7 separate regions of the Mus musculus genome follow, and all the other regions are linked to region 3. A link is a contact called in public Hi-C, HiCAR-type and promoter capture Hi-C data. All regions are on one chromosome and are shown on one strand. The core of a region is the stretch at or near the end of the contact, and the rest is flanking DNA. Distances in the headings are between cores, read along the strand shown.

The links. Promoter capture Hi-C pulls out the DNA fragments that hold promoters and counts their contacts. A called contact is a pair of places that touch in the nucleus more often than the background predicts. HiCAR-type assays count read pairs that join an accessible place to other places.
Region 1: a promoter capture Hi-C map of pre-B cells shows a contact between it and region 3, with 4 times the contacts expected there. The contact joins the promoter of Pi4k2a here to the promoter of Chuk in region 3. A contact is called at or near these places in 6 of 39 promoter capture datasets (the 3T3-L1 cell line, embryonic stem cells, hippocampal neurons and 3 more) and 1 of 115 datasets of contacts at active chromatin or transcription factors (astrocytes).
Region 2: a contact with region 3 is called in a HiCAR-type map of astrocytes, with 3 times the contacts expected there. The contact joins the promoter of Mms19 here to the promoter of Chuk in region 3. A contact is called at or near these places in 3 of 39 promoter capture datasets (cranial neural crest, hippocampal neurons and pre-B cells) and 1 of 115 datasets of contacts at active chromatin or transcription factors (astrocytes).
Region 4: a promoter capture Hi-C map of liver shows a contact between it and region 3, with 5 times the contacts expected there. The contact joins the promoter of Exosc1 here to the promoter of Chuk in region 3. A contact is called at or near these places in 4 of 39 promoter capture datasets (embryonic stem cells, hippocampal neurons, liver and 1 more), 2 of 115 datasets of contacts at active chromatin or transcription factors (large pre-B cells and stem cell-derived neural progenitor cells) and 1 of 9 other capture datasets (adipose tissue).
Region 5: a contact with region 3 is called in a promoter capture Hi-C map of pre-B cells, with 6 times the contacts expected there. The contact joins the promoter of Pdcd11 here to the promoter of Chuk in region 3. A contact is called at or near these places in 2 of 39 promoter capture datasets (hippocampal neurons and pre-B cells) and 1 of 115 datasets of contacts at active chromatin or transcription factors (double positive thymocytes).
Region 6: a Hi-C map of B cells shows a contact between it and region 3, with 7 read pairs. The contact joins the promoter of Nt5c2 here to the promoter of Chuk in region 3. A contact is called at or near these places in 1 of 484 Hi-C or Micro-C datasets (B cells) and 1 of 115 datasets of contacts at active chromatin or transcription factors (large pre-B cells).
Region 7: a contact with region 3 is called in a promoter capture Hi-C map of embryonic stem cells, with 2.7 times the contacts expected there. The contact joins the promoter of Psd here to the promoter of Chuk in region 3. A contact is called at or near these places in 3 of 39 promoter capture datasets (embryonic stem cells, liver and pre-B cells).

What each region holds. Positions count from the first base shown.
Region 1 is chr19:42,089,071-42,092,368 of GRCm38.p6, forward strand. Pi4k2a (phosphatidylinositol 4-kinase type 2 alpha) reads left to right here and starts at 1,365. Exons shown (of 9, transcript NM_145501.2): 1 at 1,365-1,866. The coding sequence starts at 1,432.
Region 2 is chr19:41,979,804-41,982,742 of GRCm38.p6, forward strand. It overlaps Mms19 (MMS19 cytosolic iron-sulfur assembly component), which reads right to left and starts at 1,333. Exons shown (of 31, transcript NM_028152.3): 1 at 1,196-1,333. The coding sequence starts at 1,310. It overlaps Ubtd1 (ubiquitin domain containing 1), which reads left to right and starts at 1,960. Exons shown (of 3, transcript NM_145500.3): 1 at 1,960-2,205. The coding sequence starts at 2,136.
Region 3 is chr19:44,105,588-44,108,840 of GRCm38.p6, forward strand. It overlaps Chuk (conserved helix-loop-helix ubiquitous kinase), which reads right to left and starts at 1,890. Exons shown (of 21, transcript NM_007700.2): 1 at 1,701-1,890. The coding sequence starts at 1,805. Cwf19l1 (CWF19-like 1, cell cycle control (S. pombe)) reads right to left here. Exons shown (of 14, transcript NM_001081077.1): 14 at 3,050-3,253.
Region 4 is chr19:41,931,305-41,934,600 of GRCm38.p6, forward strand. Exosc1 (exosome component 1) reads right to left here and starts at 2,010. Exons shown (of 8, transcript NM_025644.4): 1 at 1,948-2,010; 2 at 1,745-1,860; 3 at 52-126. The coding sequence starts at 1,978. Zdhhc16 (zinc finger, DHHC domain containing 16) reads left to right here and starts at 2,141. Exons shown (of 11, transcript NM_023740.3): 1 at 2,141-2,361.
Region 5 is chr19:47,089,318-47,092,372 of GRCm38.p6, forward strand. Pdcd11 (programmed cell death 11) reads left to right here and starts at 1,449. Exons shown (of 36, transcript NM_011053.2): 1 at 1,449-1,550. Atp5md (ATP synthase membrane subunit DAPIT) reads right to left here and starts at 1,330. Exons shown (of 4, transcript NM_023211.5): 1 at 1,256-1,330.
Region 6 is chr19:46,960,954-46,964,126 of GRCm38.p6, forward strand. Nt5c2 (5'-nucleotidase, cytosolic II) reads right to left here and starts at 1,355. Exons shown (of 18, transcript NM_029810.5): 1 at 1,319-1,355.
Region 7 is chr19:46,325,423-46,328,654 of GRCm38.p6, forward strand. It overlaps Psd (pleckstrin and Sec7 domain containing), which reads right to left and starts at 1,734. Exons shown (of 18, transcript NM_028627.2): 1 at 1,662-1,734; 2 at 745-800. Fbxl15 (F-box and leucine-rich repeat protein 15) reads left to right here and starts at 2,762. Exons shown (of 4, transcript NM_133694.2): 1 at 2,762-3,104. The coding sequence starts at 3,052.

The DNA.
Region 1 (3,298 bases), core at 115-2,614, 2.0 Mb before region 3:
CTCTCTGTCACTCTCTCTTCTGTGCCTGTCCGTGTGAAGGTACCTGAAAAGGCTTAAAGGAGGGTGTCAGATTCCCTAGAGCAAGGCTTAGAGGTTTTTGTGGCCCACCTGATATGAGTGCTGGGAACTGGTTCCGGTTCCGGTTCCGGTTCCGGTTCCGGTGTAAGAGCAGCAAGTGCCTTAGCTGTTCCTCCATGCCTGCAGCCTCTGTTCTGTCTCTAGGTTTAGAGTGGATGCGCTCTACATTGCACTCCTGCAAGCTCTGCCCTCTGAAGCTTCCGGATGTCACGTGCCCTCTGCTGGCTCACTAGGCCTTTAGTGTTTAGCTCTGCTTTTCCTCAGCCAAGCAGGGTGTCCTAAATAGGCTTTAGCCTTCTTCCTCCTTCACTTTGGCAATGCTCCCTGTGCATGGTATGCCTTTTCTTCCCTTCTCCCCTTGCAATTCAGCTACTTCCTTTAGCAGCTGGCTCTTGGTACAGACCCTGTATACGGCCTTTTCTCACGTTCTCAAGTCTATGAACTATTGCGAACTTTCAGCTAATATTGTTAGCTTTATATCTGTCTCCGGTGGTGCTTATACAGAGTGAGGACAAAGCTTCTTCCTTTTATTAATGAAAACGAGGACCAACTGTGTCTAGACATTCAGGTGAATAAAGTCACGGACTAATTTATTCTCAAGGGACCAAAGCTTTCCTCAATGATCAGATTTACATAGTATATGAGCAAAGCATACTATGTAAACTGCATGAAGACTGACATTTATTATTTACTTTTGGTTTTTCGAGACAGGGTTTCTCTGTGTAATCTTGGCCGTCCTGGAACTCACTATGGCCGCAAACTCAAAGAAACAGATCTACCTGCCTCTGACTTCCAAGTGCAAGGTTTAAAGGTTTAAAGGCATCCGCCCGGCTGAGGTACTAGGATTTTTTTTTTTTAACTTATTGCGATAGCACAAGTGACCTATGTCATTGTTGTCGTTTCAATTCTTTGTCCATAGCTGGTGCTTAGTGACACAAAAATGACATTTTGCAGTTTCACAGTCAGCTCAGCGTAGCCAGTCAATAAGTTAGCAAGGAAGCAGCTATCGGAAAAGCTTCCGAAGATCTGTCTGCCAATTGGAAGCTGGGGCGGGCTAAGGGCAGAGGGCGTACCTAACCCGGGTTTGTCTCGAGCATGCGCGGTCTCCACAGAAGGTGACGCGAAAGCTAAGGAGGCCGCGATTGCGTAGGCGCAGGTTCTGATTGGCCACTACACAAGCGCGAGGGGCCGTGCCTACGCGTCGCCAAGTAAACAGGACAGGCTAGGGGCGGAGCTACGGAGGCGCGGCTCCCTGGTTGGCCAAGCGGGAGGTGGGGGAGTGCCGCGGATTGGTCACGGCCGCGAGCTCGCTGGTGTGGAGCGCGCCGGGTCCCCGAGCCGGCGGCCTGAGGGATGGACGAGACGAGCCCGCTAGTGTCCCCCGAGCGGGCCCAACCCCCGGAGTACACCTTCCCGTCGGGCTCCGGAGCTCACTTTCCGCAAGTACCGGGGGGCGCGGTCCGCGTGGCGGCGGCGGCCGGCTCCGGCCCGTCACCGCCGTGCTCGCCCGGCCACGACCGGGAGCGGCAGCCCCTGCTGGACCGGGCCCGGGGCGCGGCGGCGCAGGGCCAGACCCACACGGTGGCGGTGCAGGCCCAGGCCCTGGCCGCCCAAGCGGCCGTGGCGGCGCACGCCGTTCAGACCCACCGCGAGCGGAACGACTTCCCGGAGGACCCCGAGTTCGAGGTGGTGGTGCGGCAGGCCGAGGTTGCCATCGAGTGCAGCATCTATCCCGAGCGCATCTACCAGGGCTCCAGTGGAAGCTACTTCGTCAAGGACTCTCAGGGGGTGAGCGCGGGGGTGCGGGCGCAGCGGGGGCGGCGCCCTGGGACCGGGGAAAGGGGGAATCGAAAGGGTGCAGAAAAGAAACTTCAGCGCCAGCCCCCGGCGAGATTGGGGATGCTTCTGGGGACTGGAAGTGGAGAAACCTCGCGGGATGAAGAAATCAATCAGAACCTTTTTGCAGGGGAAGGCGTGAGCGAAAAGAGAAAAGAGGAAATTGACCAGATACGGGGCAGAAAAGTCCTGACCCAAGCTGCTTTCCAGTCGGTCCCTTAGCTTCAAACTACTGGGACAAGTAGCTAGTCATTGCCTCCAGATTCAGGGTTTTAGACCTATTCTCTTTCACCTTTTATTTATTTATTTTAGTTTGGCCCAAAGCTGTGTGTCGACCCATCACGGACTCAGAGGATTTAATTCCCTCTTGTGTTGTGGGGCTGTCTTTGTAGGGATCCCAGGTTTCTTATTAGCAGTCATTGGTGACAGCGTGGGTGGATTCGTCAGTGTCATCTGTCCTGATTATTGCTCACTTCTGGGAAAAGGTTCATATCGTTGCTTATGGTTCCTCAGTGTCAGAGTGTGGAGCTTTAAAAACACGAAACTGTCTCCTGCCCTTTAATTTTTCCTTCAGTTCTATATTAGCAGTTTACTTAGCTAGGGCAGTTTTGCTGACCTTAATTCTGTCGCCTGCTTTTGTACTGGGGGGGTGTGGAAGCAGGATAATGTGGGGCATGAGGTGACTGAGGCAGCGAAGAAGTGACCTTTATCCATTTGAGACTTCATAAGAATTTAAAACTTTGGACACAGATCAGACCAGAGCTATTAGAGGATTAGTAGGTCAAGATATGTCAGCTCTTTCTTGTTGATGTTGTCAGATGTGCCAAATGGTTCATTTTAAAAATTTACTATTTTTATATGTATTAAAATTATGGGTGTTAAAGTTGTATCAAAATTCCCTCCCTTCCCTCTCCATATATCGCCCCCCCCCCCCCCACACACACACCGTTTCTCTCTGTAGCCCTAGTTGTCTCTGGAATTCACTCTGTAGACCTGGCTGGCCTTGATCAGCCTGCCTGTACCTTCCCAGTGCTGAGATTAAAGGCATGTGCCACCACTGGGCAGCTGGTCTCTTGCATTTGTGTGTGTGTGAATTTAAAAACAAAACCAAAAGCGCAACCTTAAAAATTAGCAGGTGTGGACCAAGCCTTTAATCCCAGCAATCAGAAGCTGGGGGTTCTTTGTTAATTGGAGGCCAGCCTAATCTACAGAACGAGATCTAGGGCAGTCGGAGCTACCTAGAGGCACCCTGTCTCATTTCACTGTAGCCCAGGTTGGCTTCAACTCACATTCCTCCTGCCTGAACCTCCAGGGTACCGTGTGGACTCTTTGTTTATCTTATTTTTTCATTTTAAAACTTTTTTTTTTGTTCTGTTTTGTTTTG
Region 2 (2,939 bases), core at 83-2,582, 2.1 Mb before region 3:
ACAGTTCTTTCTCTCACTAATTATAATAGTTTGATGGCCATAGATAGTATCTTATTTGTATTTCTGTCCTCAATTCTTTTCATGCTGGGTAAAAAATACGTGCTCAGAAATAATAGAATGGCAGAGAATGTGGACTATTGCTAAGGACCAACATATATTTCTAGCAGTTCATTTCTCACATATTCTAAAAATTAATCTGTTCAATTTGCTAAAGAAACTTCTTCACCCATAAACTTCCAAACATAATTTTTAAAAACCCGCATCTATATCCATTTTTTATTCTATTTCTTAAACCCGACACTGAAGGCCTAACATTCAACATTCAGAAAGAATTCTAAAGAGGCACCCTGGATTTGTTCAAATCCTGGATAAACTCGGAACTGAGAGATTCCTGAAATTGGAACTCTGGGAAGAAGGATAAAAAAATGGGACATTAAAAAGTTATAAATCTAATTTATCAAAAAGCCTATTTGGGGCTGGAGAGATAGCTCAACAATTAAGAGGACAGACTGCTCTTGAAGAGGTCCTGAGTTTAATTCCCAGCAACCATATGATGGCTCACAATCATCTATAATGGGATCCGATGTCCTCTCCTGGTGTGTCTGACAGCGTACTCACATACTATATATATATATATATTCTTTTTTTTAAAGCCTACTAAGACACATAAGTGAATCTTTAAAGACACTAGTCATCTACACGCCCACCGACCTAGAGCCAGACTGGCTCCTCCCCTCCTCCATCCAATTACAACCACTCAAACAGCTGGAGCGCACGCTACTTCCAGGAAGGCAAGAGGCCGGAGCGTAACCCTTGGAACCCAGACCTTCTCACCTAACACTCCGCAAACAACGCGGTCCTGCGGTGCAAGCACCAGGTTTGGACCAGAACACCCGAGTCCAAGTCCCAGCTCCACTTCCGGACTCGTCTGTGCCTTGCACAAGTCTATTACTCTCGGAGAAATGTAATGATTCTCTATGGACCACAGCGAGATGCGGAATGTAAAGAAAGCTTTAAGGAAGATGCAAGCGACTCTCCAACTTGTTAGGGCAGTAGCGCTCCCAGCGGGGGCAGAGCGGCCAGAGGACCAATCACAATCACCTCTCCCTTCACTCCCTTCCCGCCGCGCGCGGGTGCTGAGGCCGCTCCCTGCGGTCCGGCCCCTGCAGAAGCCTCGCGGCGTTGTTTGCCATACCTGCAGCCACCTGGTCAGCGGGCCCCTCCTGTTGACCCATGACGAAGTCTTGCACGAGGCCACACAGGGCGCCCATAGGCGCCACTGCCTCCTCCAGACCGGTGGCGGCAGCCATGACGCTAGCCAGAGATTGTGGGAGGGGGAAGTGGGTGTGGCTACGAGATGTGTCTCTCCGCGCACGCGCCTCCATGGCCAATAGTTGGGCGCAGACTTCAGGGGCGGGGCACCTCCAGGTCACGTGCCTGCCGGCTCTGGGCCAGGCAGTCCCTTCAGGGACCTAACGGCCCCTCCCCAGAGGGCGGGGCCTGGGCCGGGGCGCGGCTCCGGGAGGGGAAGTGACTGCCGGGCACGCAGCCGGGGCGGTTGAGGGCGCATAATTCCCGGCCGCTCTCCCCGGGAGACGGGCGACAGGGCGGGCACCTGGCTGGGTGGGGCCGAGGGGCGGTACGCATCCTGGGAAAAGCCAATGAGAAAACCAGACCCGGCCCGAGGGGCGGTGCCGTCGGTCACATGCGCACCTGGGGCGGCTGGCGACCGTGGCGCGGCCACCCCAAGCGGGAGGAAGGGAGCGGGGCCGGGCCGGGGCGGGGTTAGGCAGGTGAGTGACAGGCTCCGGGGGGCCGGCCCCAGCTGGGAGCTCGGAGTGATCCTGGAGTAGCTGCGGCGGTGTCCGCCCCCTCCCTCCGCCCCTCCAGCCGGGCTGGTCTCTGGCCGGGCACTGTCGCGGGCCCCCCTGGCCTGGCCACCTCCCTCTCCGCTGGCCCGCAAAGTTTGTGGCGAAGCCGGCGTCGGGCAGAGCGCTCCCCAGGGGAGATCCAGGAGCTCTCGATGTCGGGCTGCGGGAGTCGTTGACCCGGGGACGCCGCGGTTCGGGGCAGCAGCGTGGAGCAGCCGGCCGACCGCCGCCTCTGGTGCATGGGGGACCGGCTGAGAAGCCAGCATGGGCAACTGCGTGGGGAGACAGCGCCGGGAGAGGCCGGCTGCTCCGGGACACCCCCGCAAGCGAGCAGGTAACGCCAGGAAAGGCAGCGGGGTCCCGGCGCGCTGCCAGTTGGCCCTTGCCTTGCCCGAACCTTGGGGTTCCCGAGCGACCTCGCTCGGCGCCGGGCGCTTGGGTTCCCCCACGGCTTCTCGGAGCCAGACGGGGCCCTCCCCGGCGCGGGCTGTCTGGGAAGCGAGTTGGGGTAACTGCGAGCGCTGACCCGGCCGGGAGGCCAACTCGCTCCCACCGGGAAGCTGGGGATGGGGGCGGGGGCAGGAAATGTTTCCAGACCGCGACGAGGCTGGCGGAGGGGGCCAAGCGAGTGCGCCGCGGATCTGGCAGCCCCGGCCAGGGTCGGCCGGCGGCCGGCCGGGGCGCGGCGTGGGCAGCCTGCGTCCCCAGAAGTCGGAGCGATCGAGGCGAACACAGTCGCTCATTCCAGCGAGTCACTGTGTCATTATCGGGCTGCAGGTCGTTGTCTGCGGGAATCCGACTTGTAAAAAGCAGTGCAGGACCATGGAAAATAGAAATCTTTATTTCCTCCCACCTCTCCACACGGCTTTTTGGAGCCTCGGTGGCTGTCTGGGAGTCTAGGAAAGGTGGGGTGCGGGGTGAGCGTCGCCTTCGTGTTTGTTAGGAGCGTTCTCAGCTCTTGGAATGGGATCCCTCTCAGCCATGAGAATGGGATCTGCTCTCTGGCAATCTTCGAAGCTCCAGTAGCGCGGTCTCACTTTCTTGGTACACCAGCCCTGTCCTGGCGCT
Region 3 (3,253 bases), core at 640-3,139:
GAAGTGTGTCACTGTAGGCTCAAGCTTTAAGGTCTCCTAAGCGCAAGGTACACCCACGGTGAGACACAGCCTCTCCCTGCTGTCTTTGGGTCAAGGATATAGAATTCACAGCTACTTCTTCAGTGCCTCGTCTGCCTGCGTGCCACCATGTCCCACCAAGTGAGAACTGACTAAACCTCTGAAACCAGCCCCAACTAAACGTTTTGCTTTATAAAAGCTGCCTTGGTCATGGTATCTCTTCACAGCAATAAAACCCTAAGACATCTTTCAGTGCCTAGGGTATCAAACTGTACTTAATGTTTATTTCTGAGACAGGGCCTTCTTATGTAACTGACACCGGCCTTGAGCACGATATGAAAGCCACCCAGTCAGGTCTCAAACTCCAAATCCTCCTGCCTCAGAACCCTTGATACTAGGATTACAAGAGGATGCCACCATGCCCACCCCCTCTCTGAAACGGAAAGCTCCTTCAGAGTAGAACATATTATTCTTGTTGATTTGGGTACCATCAGCGCCTGATATAGCAATCAACTAAATCATTTCATGTCCTGTAATTGGCTTACTGTTTTTCTAATTAAAACGTATTCCTCATATATGATGTTCCAGAACACCATTTTTATCTTACTGCTCCTTTTATAAAAGTCCAAGTAATGAGGGTTGCCATAACTTGACAGTGGAGAGCTATCAGCGGAATTACAGTACCTATCTTGTACTTCCTAACGTCTCTGTTACCATCTGACTCAACTCTCAAGCAGGCCCAGAATGTATGTATATTCTTCTAAATATTTTACAGTCAACAAATCCTATACTACAATGATTGGTGTTCAAGATCTATTCCTTACACCCTTCAGGAAAGCAAAACCCTCACTAATAATGCACTGGCTTGTATTGATATGATTTTTTTTTCCGGAGAAAAGATGCGTTTTACTGACTTTTCAAAAGACCCACAACTCAAACATGATTAACTAGGGCTGAGGCTGTAACCCAACGGTAGACCATTTGCCTAGCATGTGCAAGGTCCTGTGTTCCACCCCGAACATTAACAACAACACGTTAAAGTAAGAAAAGTGACTGTTAGTTTGAAAACCTTTTAAGGACAGGAATAACTGCTGTTGTAACGGTTACATGTTCTTCGATAAATCAAAACAAATTTCCTGAGCCTGATCTTAGCTGTCTTCTGCAGAACAAACCCCTCTATTTTCTTTCCTCCGAAGCAAGGATCGATTTCATCATCTTACCCTCACCCTGGTTTTTACCTGAAACGCTCCAATTCCAAAGTCTGTCAATGTTTCCCAAGGGTCAACTCTGGACACACCCGTAAGGTTTCTCGTCTAGTCCAGTCTCCAGTGGATCACACCGCTCGCTCCCGAGGGAGTGTGAGCAGGCACACGGAGACACACACAACACACATACACAAAACACACAACACGCATCGGCACTCGACTTTGTACAGACTCCTCATCACCACACACAGCTGCAACAGCTGCCTGTCACTCACTGCCCGGGGACCTCCGACACACCTGGACCGCGGCCACCCAGGCTCACAAGCGCAGGATGCTCCATCGCTCGCCCTCGCTCACTGCCCCAGCCCCCAGCCCCGTCCAGGGTCGCGACCACCACTCCTCCCACCTTGACTGACAGCTCGGGTCCCAGGGACGCCCAGACAGAGCCCGCGCCACGGCTCCCGCCCCCCGCCTCACCCGGTGCTGGTACAGACTGACGTTCCCGAAACCGCCGGTGCCAAGCCGTTCCCGCATCTCCCAGGGGCCGCCCGCGCCCGGCCGCAGCCCCGGGGGCCGCTCCATGGGGCGGGAGCGCCAGCCGCCTCAGGCAACGCCGCCGGTCTAAGGCCGGTTCCGGGCCGCCGAGGCTTGCGGAGTCCTCCGTCTCGCGAGACTGCGTCACTTCCGCTAGCTTCCGCATGCAGAGTCCCGCCCCGAGCTCCTGGAATCACCCTGGGATTGGTGCTGCCGGAAACTGGGCACCAGCGGCTTGCCCTGGGCAACTTCCAACCTGCGAGGACCATCGTGCGTGCGGTTCCTATTTATTTTATTTTTGTTTGTATAGATATTTTTTAATTAGTTCTTTGAAGGTTTCATACAACGTGTTTTTATTTAAAATAGATCTCTCTCCAAACTCTAAAATCCACATTGTCCCTACCTCATTCACATTTCATCTTTTTGAGAGCCCTGCCCTCTGCCCCTCGAATCCTACCACACTCGCCGGTCGGCACCGGTTAAGGCCACCATAAGTATTAAAGAAAACTGCGCTAACCGCCCTGTTGATTCATTAGCCTTGTAAATCAGAATCTCTCCATAATCCCAAACCAACCAAGGATGTGACTTATTCCAGAGTGAAAACTCTTCTTCGCGACTTCGTGAGTCTCCCTACCGACCTTACTGTTTATCAGCCTTGTTCTCTCCGACTTGAGTTGGAATTGTTTCTGAGGTGCACCACAGGGCTATAAAGACAAGCCTGGAGGAGCTCTCGGTCCAGAGAGGCATACTTCTGAGTGGTGGGCTGCACAGGGAAAGCCAACCCACCTAGCCATTTGAGTGGGTTATCCACTTCATGGACTCTAGGTGTCCTGTTCTGAGACAGGATCTCAATACAGTCCAGCCTGGACTAGAACGTATTTCTCCGTCTTTCCAAGACTGGGATTACAAGCTTGTACCGGGCTGAAGCTAGCGATGCTAATAACTCAAAAGTGTAAGAGTCAGCATAAAATCAAATTCTCAACGTCAGCATGCAATTCGATGTTGTGGGTCACTAATAGTGAGTGGTATTCGATAAACTGGTTTCTATTATTTTCATATCTTTCATGGAATTGGAATATTAAACTTGAAGGTAATAGAAATGAGGCTCTGAGAGAGCATCTTTAGAGCAGAGGAGACGGTCATGTAACAGGATGAAACCTCATTTGCTGTGTATGGTAGAGCCAGGAGTGACAGGTGGGATGCAGTTTCATAATTTGTACTCGAGGGATGCTGAAAACTCCAGCCAAGATAATTCTGTCTAAATTACTCAAACTGGTTTCTACAGTGAGTTTGCTTTTTAAATATTCTATAATTAAAATGCAACTCAAGGTTTATTGCTATAGCCCTGTTTGACTTGGAACTCATTATGTAGACCAGGCTGGCCTTAAAACTCACTGGTCTGCCTGCAGAATGCTAAGATTAAAGACCTGGCCTTTTAATTTTTTTAACTGTAAAATGGTTCCTGTCAGGCTCCACAATCTTCAGGTTTCCAAGAC
Region 4 (3,296 bases), core at 760-3,259, 2.2 Mb before region 3:
ATTCAGCAGCCGACCATGGCAGCTATAGCACAGTGACTAGGACCCGCTCACCTTACAGGTGACGACAGCTCCCACATCTGGAAGCAACTGGGACTCTGTTTCTCTCATCACTGACACCACGGGAACCTGTGGAGAAAATAGAAAGGTCAGTGTAGTGGCTAAGTAAGCCTTGGTTTGAGAAAGCAGCCTGTAGATTAGTTTTTAGCCTATAGCAGAGGACATCAGTCATTTTAGGAAATAGAGGATCAGAAGCCATTAGAATTAGGTGGCCAGGTTTAATATAGCCTTTCTGATTAGTTGTAAATTACTGAAGATTCTCTTGGAATTTCCTGGTACAAATCCTTTTGCTTATAATTATGAATATCCTGACTCTTCCAAGCTATACTTTTTTTTTTTTTTTTTACACTTCATAAGTCAGATCTTGCAATTAAATGCTACAGAATGGCAACTCTTGTTTTAGTCCAATGGCAGCTGGCAAGTACCATCTTACCTCTCTTGCTTGGTGCGGTTTCCTCACCTTACTAAGTCCCTCCCATGTCAGTGTCCGTCTAACCCATTCTCTACAGGAGGATCACATTCTTTGCTCTCCTCCACCTCTACTTATATTCAGATGACTAAATCCTGTCACTGTCTAGAATGCACAGAGCCTGTTACATGTTCTTATTGTACCGCACAATTCTTTTGTACATTTGCTCATGATTTCTGTCCGCCTCCTCAGTAAGAAAAGCTGTGTATTGGGCTCGTGACTCTATCCCCAGTAGCAAATAAGGGCAGCCCTGAGCAGGTCACATTGAAAGTGCTCAAGAGACATCGATGCAGTGACTAAACACACAGGCTGAGGCTGACTTTATCTCCAGAACCAACAGACTGGAATCTGTTTTTACAAATAAGCTCAACACAAAGAGAGATGTTTAGGTCTAGCCAGTTCCTAAAGAGTTTTTATTTTTTCGGGAGATTGGATCTGTGGTCCCAGGGTCAGCATACTACGTAAGCTCTGTACTGATGAGCCACAAGTCTAAGGTTTTAGTTTTTATTTATTTTTTATCGTCTTACATGTATCAACGATTGCTTTTATCTGTGCCTGTTAGAAGCTGGGGATACGCTGGTGTACCACCAATCGTGGCTCCACTTAAATGTCTAGTTGGGCAAGAATCTAGTGATCAAGAGTAACATTTAAATAAGTGCCCTGGAGGGAGATTCTTGGGCATATCGATCCTTCTGCCACCAAACCCACTTTTTTTTAGTCAGAAGGTCCAGAAGGGCTTCTCTGGGAAAAAAAAAAAACAACTAAAAAAACCGATTAAATAAAGGGGTTGAGCAGGAGTGTGTTCCAGATAGACGACACGTGAATTGCACAGGCTTCGCGACAAGAGCGAGCTTAGTGCACTAAGACACTGGAAATCGCCAGCATTACTACATTGATGTCAGTGACGTGGGACACATGAAAGCGGAGGGGTAGTCGAGATGTACCACGTGAGGAAGCTCTCGGCTGGCTGGGCTACTCTTACATTTGCGTGCTTTTCCCTCCACTTCCTTCTGTGTGCATCCACAGAACTTAAGTCAGATTAACCTAACGGGTGTGCGGCCGGTGTGCTTCAGCACAGCGCAGAGATCACAGCCGGGAGACCAAAGCGTTCTGCGGCTGAGCCACCAAAGACGCGTCCGCCCGCTCTGCCTGTGCCCAAGGACCGGAACTCAACGGCACCCGGAGAGGGAACGCGCGCTGGGTAGCCGCTTCCTTTACCGCGCCATTCTCGCTGGTCTTCATCAGGCAGCCAGCCAGCGACGAAAAGATGTAGCCATGCCGGGTGTAGGTGCCGCTGCCGGGGCTGCCTTCCTCCAAGTTACACAGACGTTCGCCTGCAGAAGACAAGCTGCCTCAGCCACGGGCTCCCAGAAGCTGGTTGCCACACAGCCTGGAACTGCGTGCGGAGACCGCTCACTTACCGGGGATGCAGTACCTCACCGGTGGTGCCATGCTTGCCACCATCCACAACCCGGATGAGAACCAAGACGACTTCTCATTGGTCAGCTAGAGGAGCGGCCTCGCAGTTACACGAGTACCAATTGGCGCCTTCGACCGCACGGGGTGTAAGAGCGAGGTCTGACTCCATTTCCCAGGCTGCCCCGGGACAGATCTCTGGGCGTGCCTTTGCGGGCTCCGGGCCTCGCGCCTGCGCAGCTGGGTGGTGATGGGCGGGCGGCGGGTCCCGGTCCGCTGGCTAGCGCTGTGGGCTGAGGGCCATGGTGGGTCAGCCTTAGCTCGGCCCGGCCTGGGTCCTGAGCTGGAAGGGGAGGCAGTGGGTGGCGGACAGGGAGACTGGGCCTAATCTGGCTGATTGAGAAGCTGGCAGGAGGCAGGTAAGAGTAAAGGCGCGGTTCTTGCTTCCCATCCGAGTCCCGGTGTCCAGGCCTTTAAGTTAAGTTCCTGATCTCTCTACGACCTGCCCTGCGTGGATGCGTCCTCCTAGGTCCGAACGCATTTTCAGCCCCAACTCGCCCATTTCATGAGTTTGAAGACTCAGATCCAGGTTTGCTTTGTACAACAAAGTGTCGAAGTTGGTTCGAGACAGCCCAAGCTTAAGCCGATTTTTTTTTTTTTTTTGGACCTGAGCCCATCATAGATGGACCCTGCTGCACCTGGAGACACAACCTTTTTCTAGTTTTGTAGAACGACAGTTTCTTCTCTTGCAGGCAGATACTCTATAGAGTGTGAGCTCCTTAACTATGAATGAGCAGCTTGACGTTAGCATAGCATTCCTTTTGCTTTTTTTTCCCTTTTAGCATGTTAGCCGGGAAAGAAGCCTTCATTAATAGAATATTGTGCTTTATTGATATCTGACATCAGCTTGAGGTGGCAAAGGTTCCGGGAGCAGCAGCTTTTTCCGGATGAAATTTGCCATGACTTTGATCTCACTTTCATCTATTGGCTCTGGAGTTTATTGCTCTCTCCCCTTCCCTCCCTGTCAGCCAGGCTTCTTTGAGATACAGATGGTGATTTAGGGGAGTGCTCTTGCCTGCTAATCTCTAATCTGGTGGCAGATGGCCACTGTGGCCTGTGGGTCCTACTGAGAGGTGGCAGTACTTGGAGTGTGGAGAAATTATGCTGGCTTTATTCCTCCTCCGTGCATTCAGGTCATTCGTGCCTTCCCGCCACATTTAGATGTAAATACGACTTTGCTTTTTCTCTGTTTCCTGAGGGAAAACTTTTTCACTTGTGGCCCATTTAATACGTCTTTTTCTAGCCTCGTCATTATCCTGATATCCCATTAGGCTGAGGGGAGAGGGTCCTGGTC
Region 5 (3,055 bases), core at 199-2,698, 3.0 Mb after region 3:
CAGATGCCTGTACTCACTACATAGATTAGGCTGGCCTTGAAATTACAGAGATCTGCCCAACAGTGTTGGGACTAGAGGGACAAGCCATTCACACCTGGCAATAGGAACAAATAAAACTAAAATGTCCTGTCCTTGCAGTCATGTGCAAGCTTAGAGCCATTTGGTAGTGGAAAAAAATCACCAAAGACTAATAATTGTGAGCCTGTGAGTTAGTATTTTTTAAAAAAATGTACTACTGTTGAACAGCAGCCTGCTACAAAGTCTAAGCTGACAGGTTTTGCTTCTGTTTCTAAATAATCCAATAACTACTATTAAATACCACCAGCCTTTCCATGTGAAATGGGCATTTCATTAAAGTCTTGGGGTGAGCAGCTGCCCTTGCTTTGTAACAGGCTCCTGGATACAGCTATTCCCGTCTTATGGGCACCTATCTGGAGTAGTGCCATCACCAGGTATAAGGAAGATGAAAGTCAAAGGACCACAAGCAGCAAACAGCCTCTGTGGAAACCCTTGCACTGATCAAACACGGCAGTGACTCTCAACCTTCCTAATGCTGCGACCTTCCTTCTGTTGTGGTGAAACCTCTCTTCCCCCTCCCCCAATAAAATTATTCCGTTGCTCCTTCACAGCTGTAATTTTGCTACGGCTAGGAGTCTCGTAATGTAAATAAATATTTTTGGAGATAGAGGCTTGTCAAAGCGATCATGATCCACAGGTTCAGAACCGCTGGGATACAAAATCTAATCCGTTTTTAGAGCCCAGGCCTGGAGAACCGCAGGGCCATTCCACGTTTACTCTGGTTTTGACAAAGGCCACGGCGCAGGTAAAGGAGACCTGGTTTCCCGATCGCAGCTCGGAGGAAACAAATCGCTATGGCCATAGAGGCCAAGACACACGAACTCTGCCAGAGATGGGGTCAAAATCCAGAGTCCTCTCTCAACATCCACTGGATGGATGACCTTGGGGAGCTCCCCTCTCGACCGGCCTCACTCCCAATCCACACTGGGAAGTGGGGCATAAGGCTCTCCGCTAACCGTGCGAGCCCTGGGGCGCTCGTCACTCGCGGTGCTGAGGCTTCCTAGATCCGCCATGGGGCCCTGACCCTCATTTTCTCCAGCGCCTTTCCCATTCCCCAGCGTCTCCCCGCAAAAAGAAAACCTCGCGCTGTTCCGGGGCTGGAAAAACGGCCAGACTCTAGTCGGCCCTACAAAGCTCAATCACCGGACCGAGCAGCCAAGAGCGCTTTCTCACCCACCTTCGTCCGAACCCCAAACTCGGCGGCCGATGTCCTTCAACAAACCTAGCGACGAGCTCGGCCCGACCGGAAGACGCCCCCTCCCCGCACGCGACCGACAGGCCGCGACGACTCGGCCCTCGGCGTGGATTGGCTATAAACGCCAAGTCCCGCCCTTCTACTTCCCGTTTCAGCCGGCGTCAGACCCGACGTCAGAACGGAAGTAGCCCTGGTCTTACCTACGCTCGTGGACGAGTCGCGTGGAGCTGTCGGCTCCCTGTTCTGCGCGTGCGATTGCGTTGAGACGCTCCGTGAGGTATGCGGCGGTGGGAGCCTTGGGGCTGATGACACGGGAGCTTCGGCGTGGAGGGAGGAGACTTCATGCCTGTCACCTCGGCTTCCTGGCCTGGGTCTCCGGGTTTCGTGCTAAGCACAGTTGGCTTGGGATGGGAGGTCTTATTCCCTCAATCCCCTCGGAGCTAGCAGTTCATGCAAGCCATGCTGTCCTCTGCAGGTACCTTAAGTGCCTTCTCTACGTGATCGCCAGACTGTTTGGTGCCTCGGTCTCATCGGGTCTATAATGGGAACTATAGAGTCCCAGCGAAGTAGACCTTGTGAGCTATACTGTTTCTACGAAGCATGCACCCATAACAGAACAAACCTTACATTTTTCGTTCGTCGTCCCTTTCACAGTCTCACTCGGCTACTAAAGTTTTCTTCCTAGGTATCCCAGAACCAACCAGGCTGCCCTGCGTCTTCATTTATACCTCGTCTTGGTTCTCATGGTTTCCCTGATGTGCATCGTTTAAATCCTTACACTGGCTTTCACTTCTGTCCAATCTGTAGACTGAGGAATATTCTCCATTATTTTGTCACGTTCCCCATGGCTCTGAAGTACCAAGTAAACGCAAACTATTAATTTTTTAAGTATCTTTCACCAAAGAGCCAAATTATTTTCTAAAATATAAGTTGTTACCATGCTTTATTTTCCCTGTAGCTTAATTGAATAATTCAGCTTTTTAGAAAGCCTTTGAAGAGTTGTTTGACAGGCAACTGGTTGGTGTATTTTGAGAAATAAACTTTTTCTTTCTTTCTTTCTTTCTTTTTTTTTTTTTTTTTTTGAGACATAGTTTCTCTGTATAGCTCTGGCTGTCCTGGAACTCACTTTGTAGACCAGGCTGGCCTCGAACTCAGAAATCCGCCTGCCTCTGCCTCCCAAAGTGCTGGGATTAAAGGCATGTGTCATCACGCCTGGCAAACTTTTTCTTGTTTCTCTGTTGTTGTTGTTGTTGTTGTTGTTTTTAGCATTGTCTACCATCATATTTCTATTTACTATTATTATAGTTATTTTTGAGACAGGGTCTCATTATGGAGTCCTGTCTTGTCTGAAACTCACAGAGATAGGCCTTCCTCTGCCTCCCAAGTGCTGGAGTTAAAGGCATGGACCACCAGACCCGGTTCTTTATTTATTTAATGTACAGCTCAAAAGCATCATTCTTATGAAGTGTTCATCTTTACAGAATCCTGCCACTTCTCTTTTGTTTATGCATTATAATCTGACTTGTATCTTAAATTACTTTTTTCCCCCCTGAGACAGGGTTTCTCTGTATAGCCCTGGCTGTCCTGGAACTCACTCTGTAGACCAGGCTGGCCTTGAACTCAAAATCCGCCTGCCTCTGCCTCCCAAGTGCTGGGATTAAAGGCGTGCGCCACCACTGCCCGGCTTACCTTAATTTACCTACATTTTGTTTTCTAAATAATGTATGTTTGGCGGTATGGAATTATATATATATACACACACCTCACATAATTACAATGATT
Region 6 (3,173 bases), core at 105-2,604, 2.9 Mb after region 3:
TTGTTCATTTTTTTGGTAAGAGTGAAGCTTAAACCAGTTTTTCAAGCTCAGGCATGGTGGAACAAGCCTATTAATATCTGTTAGGGACCTGGAAGAGAAAGATCCCAAGTTCGAGGCCACTAGGGTACAGAGCCTGTTCGAGGCCTACAAACAGGTTCATATTGTAATGGAAATGCTCTTCGGAAGCAAGCCGGGAAGCATCAATCCTTGTATCAACAGCCCAGCATAACCACCTTGCCACTACGAGCACCCGCAACGATTTTATTGCAATTTTTAACCAGCTGGTTTGTTAAACTGAACCTCTAAGCCCTGATGTCTTCTCTTACATTCTTAGCCATTGATGGAAAATGCTAAGGTGACTATGTGAAAGACCTGAAGTCTTTCTGTACTCACTACGTCTACGATAAATGGCACCGTTTTAACATCCTCCCCCTACACATGACGGCCAAAGGAATTTGCATCCCTTAAGAAAAATTATAGGTCTACGGTCATTATGAAACAATGTGCGGGGGGGGGGGGGGCGCAGAGAAGTGGTGGGGAACACGCAACCGTGTTGAGTGACTAGTCATTTCAGAGTGCTCTATTAGAGCACAGCCCTCGACTACCGAGGCTGTGAAACAAATCCGACACAAACCTTCATCTAATGCTTTTAAAGGCTGCGGCCAGGCAAAGCCAACCGCTCAAAACGCTGTTCTTGTAACAGGCCCCACTTCTGCATCTCGCCCTGCAGGGCTTCGGGGGCCCCAGAAAAAAAAAGGCGAGGGACAAACCGCCTCCAAACGTCTTTAGGCGAGACTTGCAATTGATGTGAGCTTTCCAGGAAGTACTGCGCACCACAAAACTGGCTCGTGGGCCATTCCGCGGGCAGATCCAAACCCTGCCAGGCTCGCAGCCCATGAGGGGAGCCCCGCACCCGCCTCACGAGAACTGAGGCCAGGCTGCCAGCCCAGAGAGACCAGGGGAACCGAGAGCGGCGCCTGCCCGCCCACTCCGCGAGAAAGGCGGGGTCCCAGCTAGCGGACGCTGGGAAACAATGGCGCGAGCATGACGTGGGCCGGGGGCGTCGCCGCCGCGCGGGGAAGGGGCTGCGGCGGGCCGGGGGCGCCCGGGCCGGGGGCGTGCGCCACGCCGGGGCGCTGAGGCCGCGGGCGCGCGGGCAGATCTGGGCCGGGGTAGGGAGCCCTGAGGAAAGGGACGCCGGGCGGACGGCGGGGGCCGCTGGGTCGCGCGCTGGGCCGCGCATCCTCCCCAGCCTGCTCGCTCGCCGCCCGCCCGCTCCAAGCCCCCTCCCGCCCGCCGCGGGTGCCGCCGCACTCACCGGCCGCACCGCACGGCAGCAATCCTAGCGCGCAACTGCCGCAGCCGCCTCGGCGCGCGCCCTCCCCGCCCCCGCCGCCCCGGCACCGCCCCCAGCTCGCGCCCGGCCAGGGACCGGCGCTCTGTTCCTTACCCGGGCTCCGCCGCAGAAGCCGGCCGCGGCGATGCTCCCTGGCGGGCGGTCCTGTCTCAGGGCCCCTCACAGGGCTCGGGGAACTTCCCACCACAGAACTCCCAGAGCTGCTAAACTCCGAGGGTGATGCACGTTAACAACCTATCCATTTCCTAGGAATAACCACCTCTTGGCTTTTTGCCTGCTCCCCTCAGCACACTCCTGGCTGCCCCGCCCCTACCTTAGGTGACCACGCCTACTCTGCGAGAGGCTTTCCCTAAGGTGGGAAGAGTGTGTCCCTTACTCCTAGCAGCTTACTCCTAGACAAACGAACCAGAGGGTCTCCCTGGAAGACCTTGAACTCAACTCCATGATAATCATAGGGACCAGCTTTGGGGTTTATCAGAATGAGTTCAAATCCTAGTTTCACTACTTACCCAGGGAACCAACCAAGGAACCTGACTACACACAGTTGATTTATCCGAGATATTATTGATAGAATGAAACAATACAGACTCCAGGCTTAGTTCTGGATCCTAGCAAACAATAAATAGTAGTTGAATACACTGACACCCGTTACCGTACTTCACTACAAGACAGCCCACCCACTATGTCCAGAACACTGCATTCCTTAGTCTGGGCAGCTCTGGAATTCATCGCAAAGACCAAATTCTAGTCCTGGGAGCCTCGGAAAAGCAACTGATCTACTGGTTCTTCGACCTTGGACTTTGCCCAAGATCTTCCCGAGTTGGGGATATTTGATCCCTCCCATTGTTTTTCCTCTGTCCTAATTCTGAGGATCTTTGTCTTTCTCTCAGGCATTTGGCTGATTTGATTTTGATTTCCTTTAGATGGTATCATCCAAGACTAAGCCAAGTTTTGTAGTACCATCATAATCAAGGAGGACTATGGCTTCCACTTTGTAACAGCGCCTTGCATTTGTGCAGTAAAGTTCTCAGTGAACACTAAGTATGGTAGCTTGCCGGGAGTCCTAGCTTCTGGAGATGCTAGGACTAAGGCAAGAGGATTACGTGAGCCCAGAATTTGAAGTTAACCTGAGCAACATAATGAAAGAAAGAAAAAAGGGAGAGGAAGCAATGGTGAGGGGGGGGGGGGGAACAAGGAAGAAAGAGGAGGAAGGAGAAGAAAATGAAAAAGAGAAGAAAGTTCTTGGCAGACATACTACTGACTCATTACACTTGCAGTCAACCTGAACCACAGGGTGTTTTTGAAAACAGGAGGGCTCTGCTAACAGCTTCTACTTACCCTCCTGTGCCTTTCACCCTGCCTAGGTCAGCTGAGGATAAGCCCCTATTAGGCTTTTCACCTATTAGGCTTTTCAACATGGGAAAAATGGCATGTAAGCCAGTTTGCAGTTAGCTTAATACCACCTTTAAGCCAAGTATGTTTCTAGAAAGCCTGGTTTTGTAGGTAGGCCTGGAGTGGTTAAAGCTTACCTTGAATTCCTCTCAGGAGGCAGAGGCAGGTGGATCTCTGAATTCAGGGCCAGCCTGATCTACAGAGCAAGTTCTGGGCCAGCCAGGGCTACCAAATAAGACCCTGTCTCAAAATAAGTAAATAAATGCCCAGTTCTGTGACTAAAGACTGGTACGGGGCCGGGCGTGGTGGCGCACGCCTTTAATCCCAGCACTTGGGAAGCAGAGGCAGGCGGATTTCTGAGTTCCAGGCCAGCCTGGTCTACAGAGTGAATGCCAGAACAGCCAGGGCTACACAGAGAAACCCT
Region 7 (3,232 bases), core at 484-2,983, 2.2 Mb after region 3:
GGTGATGGAGTGTTGAGAGGGAAGAGGAGAGAAGGAAGGGTCTGAAGAGGCCTTAACATCGGTCCATAGATTGCTGAGTGGGGAATAGATATTCTATTCTCCATACCAGTACATGCACACACACACACACACACCCATGTATAAACACACACAAGAATTCATATACACACATGCAGAAGGACAAAGTATCAGTAGTTAACACATTCATAGGCAACACCCTCCAGTACACACGCAGTACTGCTCATAGACACACCCTCATACAATCACAGTCATAACAAATATGTGTATGATGGAAAAGCACATGCTTATCTTACACACACACACACACACACACACACACACACATCACCAAATAATAGCACACAAAGAGGTTCCCAAAATTCAGGCTCTCGTTCTCTGATGCACACAGAAACAGGTGTATCAGAGACCTCCTCGTCACAATCATAAACACAAATGCATATTTGCTCACAGAATCAGAGACACACATTCTCTCCTCCCCACACCAGTAACCAAGTCTGGGTGGGTGAGGGGGCTGCACCACATCCCTCTCCCTCAACTCCAGGGATATGAAATATCTTGCCCAGCCCAGAAGAGACCATAAAGGAAAACCGGGCCTCTGATGGCAAAGCAGCAGCATAGAGAAAGCTGTCAGGAGCAGCACCCCAGCCAGACAGGTTCTTAAAGCTCAACAGGAGCCTGGACCTCCCCTGTGAAGGCCCTCCTCCAAGGCACCCCAGTACTCACCGCTGCTCGTCAGGAGCTGGAATCGAAGAGAGGCAGAGAGGCTGGGCCCCGCTCAGCTGTAAAAGCAGCAAGGCTCCCGCTCGCTCCAGGCCCGCCCGCCCGCCTCTCAGTCCCTCCTCCACCCCTCCCCACGCTCTGCTCAAGCAACGCTAATCCCCCCCCCCCAACCTCCCTCCATTCCCAGGGCCCTAAGTCCCAAAGAATGTCACCACCTAGTCACTACCTAAGACTCACACCAGAGGAAAGGGAGAATGTGGAAGACCCCATTCTGTTCCCTAAACCCTCATATGCCCCACCCCACTCGTGTTCAGTTCTCTCTCGTCCATCATCTGAACCACACGTAGGGTCCAGATGCATACGCCTGTCCTGCTCCAGACCCCACGCGTGTCCCTAGGAGGCTGCCACATGACCTGTTACATGCCACACGCGCTCCCGCCCCCACAAGCACGCGGCCACGCAAAGCACACGGTACGGAGTAGATCGGACCCGCCCCCTAAAACCAGAAGACCCAACTATGGAAGGGACATTAAGCGAATGCAGTCATAAACACTTTGGGGTTCTGAACCTCAGACCCAGGAGTCCTGTCCTGAACCCCAACCCGGAGTGCAGAGGAAGGATAAATCAGACTCCAGGAGGAACTTCCTTACTGCCTAGGTTAATCGTCCCGCCTTTTCAGGGACGAGAGTTTAGAAGGGATGACCCCGAGACTGGGACAAGAAGCACAGGCAAACCTTGTGCCCTTGGCCAGGGTGGAAAAGGGTCTGGCTCTTTTAGGAAAACGCCACACGAGTTACTATGGTAACTATTCTCCTTTGGAAGGCCAAGACCGGCAAGTTATGACCTGGGAAGAAAGAGAGGGTCGATTCGGGTGGCCAGAGGGTGCGAGGACGTTCGAAGCGGGGGTGCGCGGGGCTCACCGCGGGGAGGGGTGGCGCGAGTTCCGCGAGGTGCTGAAGGGGACAGCGCCAGATTTGTCGTAATGCGCAAGCGCAGAGGCGCGAACAAAGGGGGGGGTGTGGAGGCGCGCGCCCGGAGGTGGTGCGCGCCCACATCAATCTTGCAGAGATCCTTCCAGGCTACCCCTTCCCCAAGTAGACTGAGACGAGGAAGCAATCCCCTCATCCACCTTCACCCTCTTGTGTCTTTCCGGTGCTAGTTGGCTTTTCTCTTTATGCTACAATTCAGTAATGAGGTAGTGTAGAAGGAATTCTGGGAAAACCAGGATTTCTGGGTTCTTTATCCTTGCTTCGTTTGATCCTGGTTAGGGAGCTTTCTCCCTAGAGCCTCGATTTGCCTGTCTTTAAAATGGACGGTCCTTCCTACCTTTGCTGATGTACCCAAACCCCTGATAAGGATGGGAAGCAGTTTTCGTTACGAAGCGGCTGAAATGTTTGCATAAGGGCACGCAATCATGTAGATAGGATGCAGCGGTCTTACAGTCTTTCGCATGCCCCACACCCACCTCAGATGTTGGAGGAAAATATTACGCCAGGGGTTCTCCAGAGAGGGACTTGGGCTTAGTATCTGGGGGTGCAGTGAAAGGGGAGCCTAGTGGTTGAGCTTTGGGAAGACAATGTCCCTACAATTAATCCAGGACCAGTCAAAGCAGTACGGCTAGTGGCCTGCACTGAGCAGGCAATTCCTCTCGGACTCTGGACCGCTGGAAAGCAGACCTGGCTGGTCCTATATAGTCCTTTGTCCTTAGGCAAAGAGCCGGACTACGCTGCCCTGAAGTGGAAAGAGATGGATGTCATGATTGTGCATTTCACAAGAAATGGCAGGTTTAAACAAGTGTGCTTGAGAGTAAAAGCCCTAGCGTCGCCCATTTAATCTAGTCTTTTGGCAGTTGCTTATTGAGCACCTAGTACATACCAGCTAGTTATAGTCTGGGCAGCCTCTCCCCCTTTTCTTTTTCCAAAGTCGCTTAAAGGCGACCAGAGGACAGAAGGAGGCACTGGGTAACCTAGGAGTCCTGGCTCCGCCCCTTCTGCCTTTGGCCTTGTCTGCTCCTCCCATCACCACTCAGAGGCGGCTACTGGCCCGCAACGGAGACCGAAAGCAGTGTTCGCTCGCCGCTACTCCAGCCTCGGGCTTCAAGCCCTGTAGCTGAGAAGACATCTAATGGTACATCACTGGTCCGTTCTGCCTCAGTTTCGGGATCCATCCGAAAAGCTTCCTGACAAGGATTCTCAGTGAGACCGCACTCGATTAAATCGGTCTGTCTCTTCCGACCAAGGAGGCGGGCTCGCCGCAGCCGCTTCAAGGCCAAAGCGAGTGGAGCTTACTGCGCACGCGCAGTAGACAGCGATGGAGCCACCAATGGAGCAGTCCGGAGGGGAGCAAGAACCAGGAGCTGTCAGGTACCGAGCACTGGAGGGGCCTAGGGAGGGAGGGCAGCCGAGTCTGGGCCGGACGCGGATCCCTCTTGCCAGCCGGGACTCTCGGGTATAACAGAAGGACTCGCACGTAACAGCGGCCCGGGGACGTC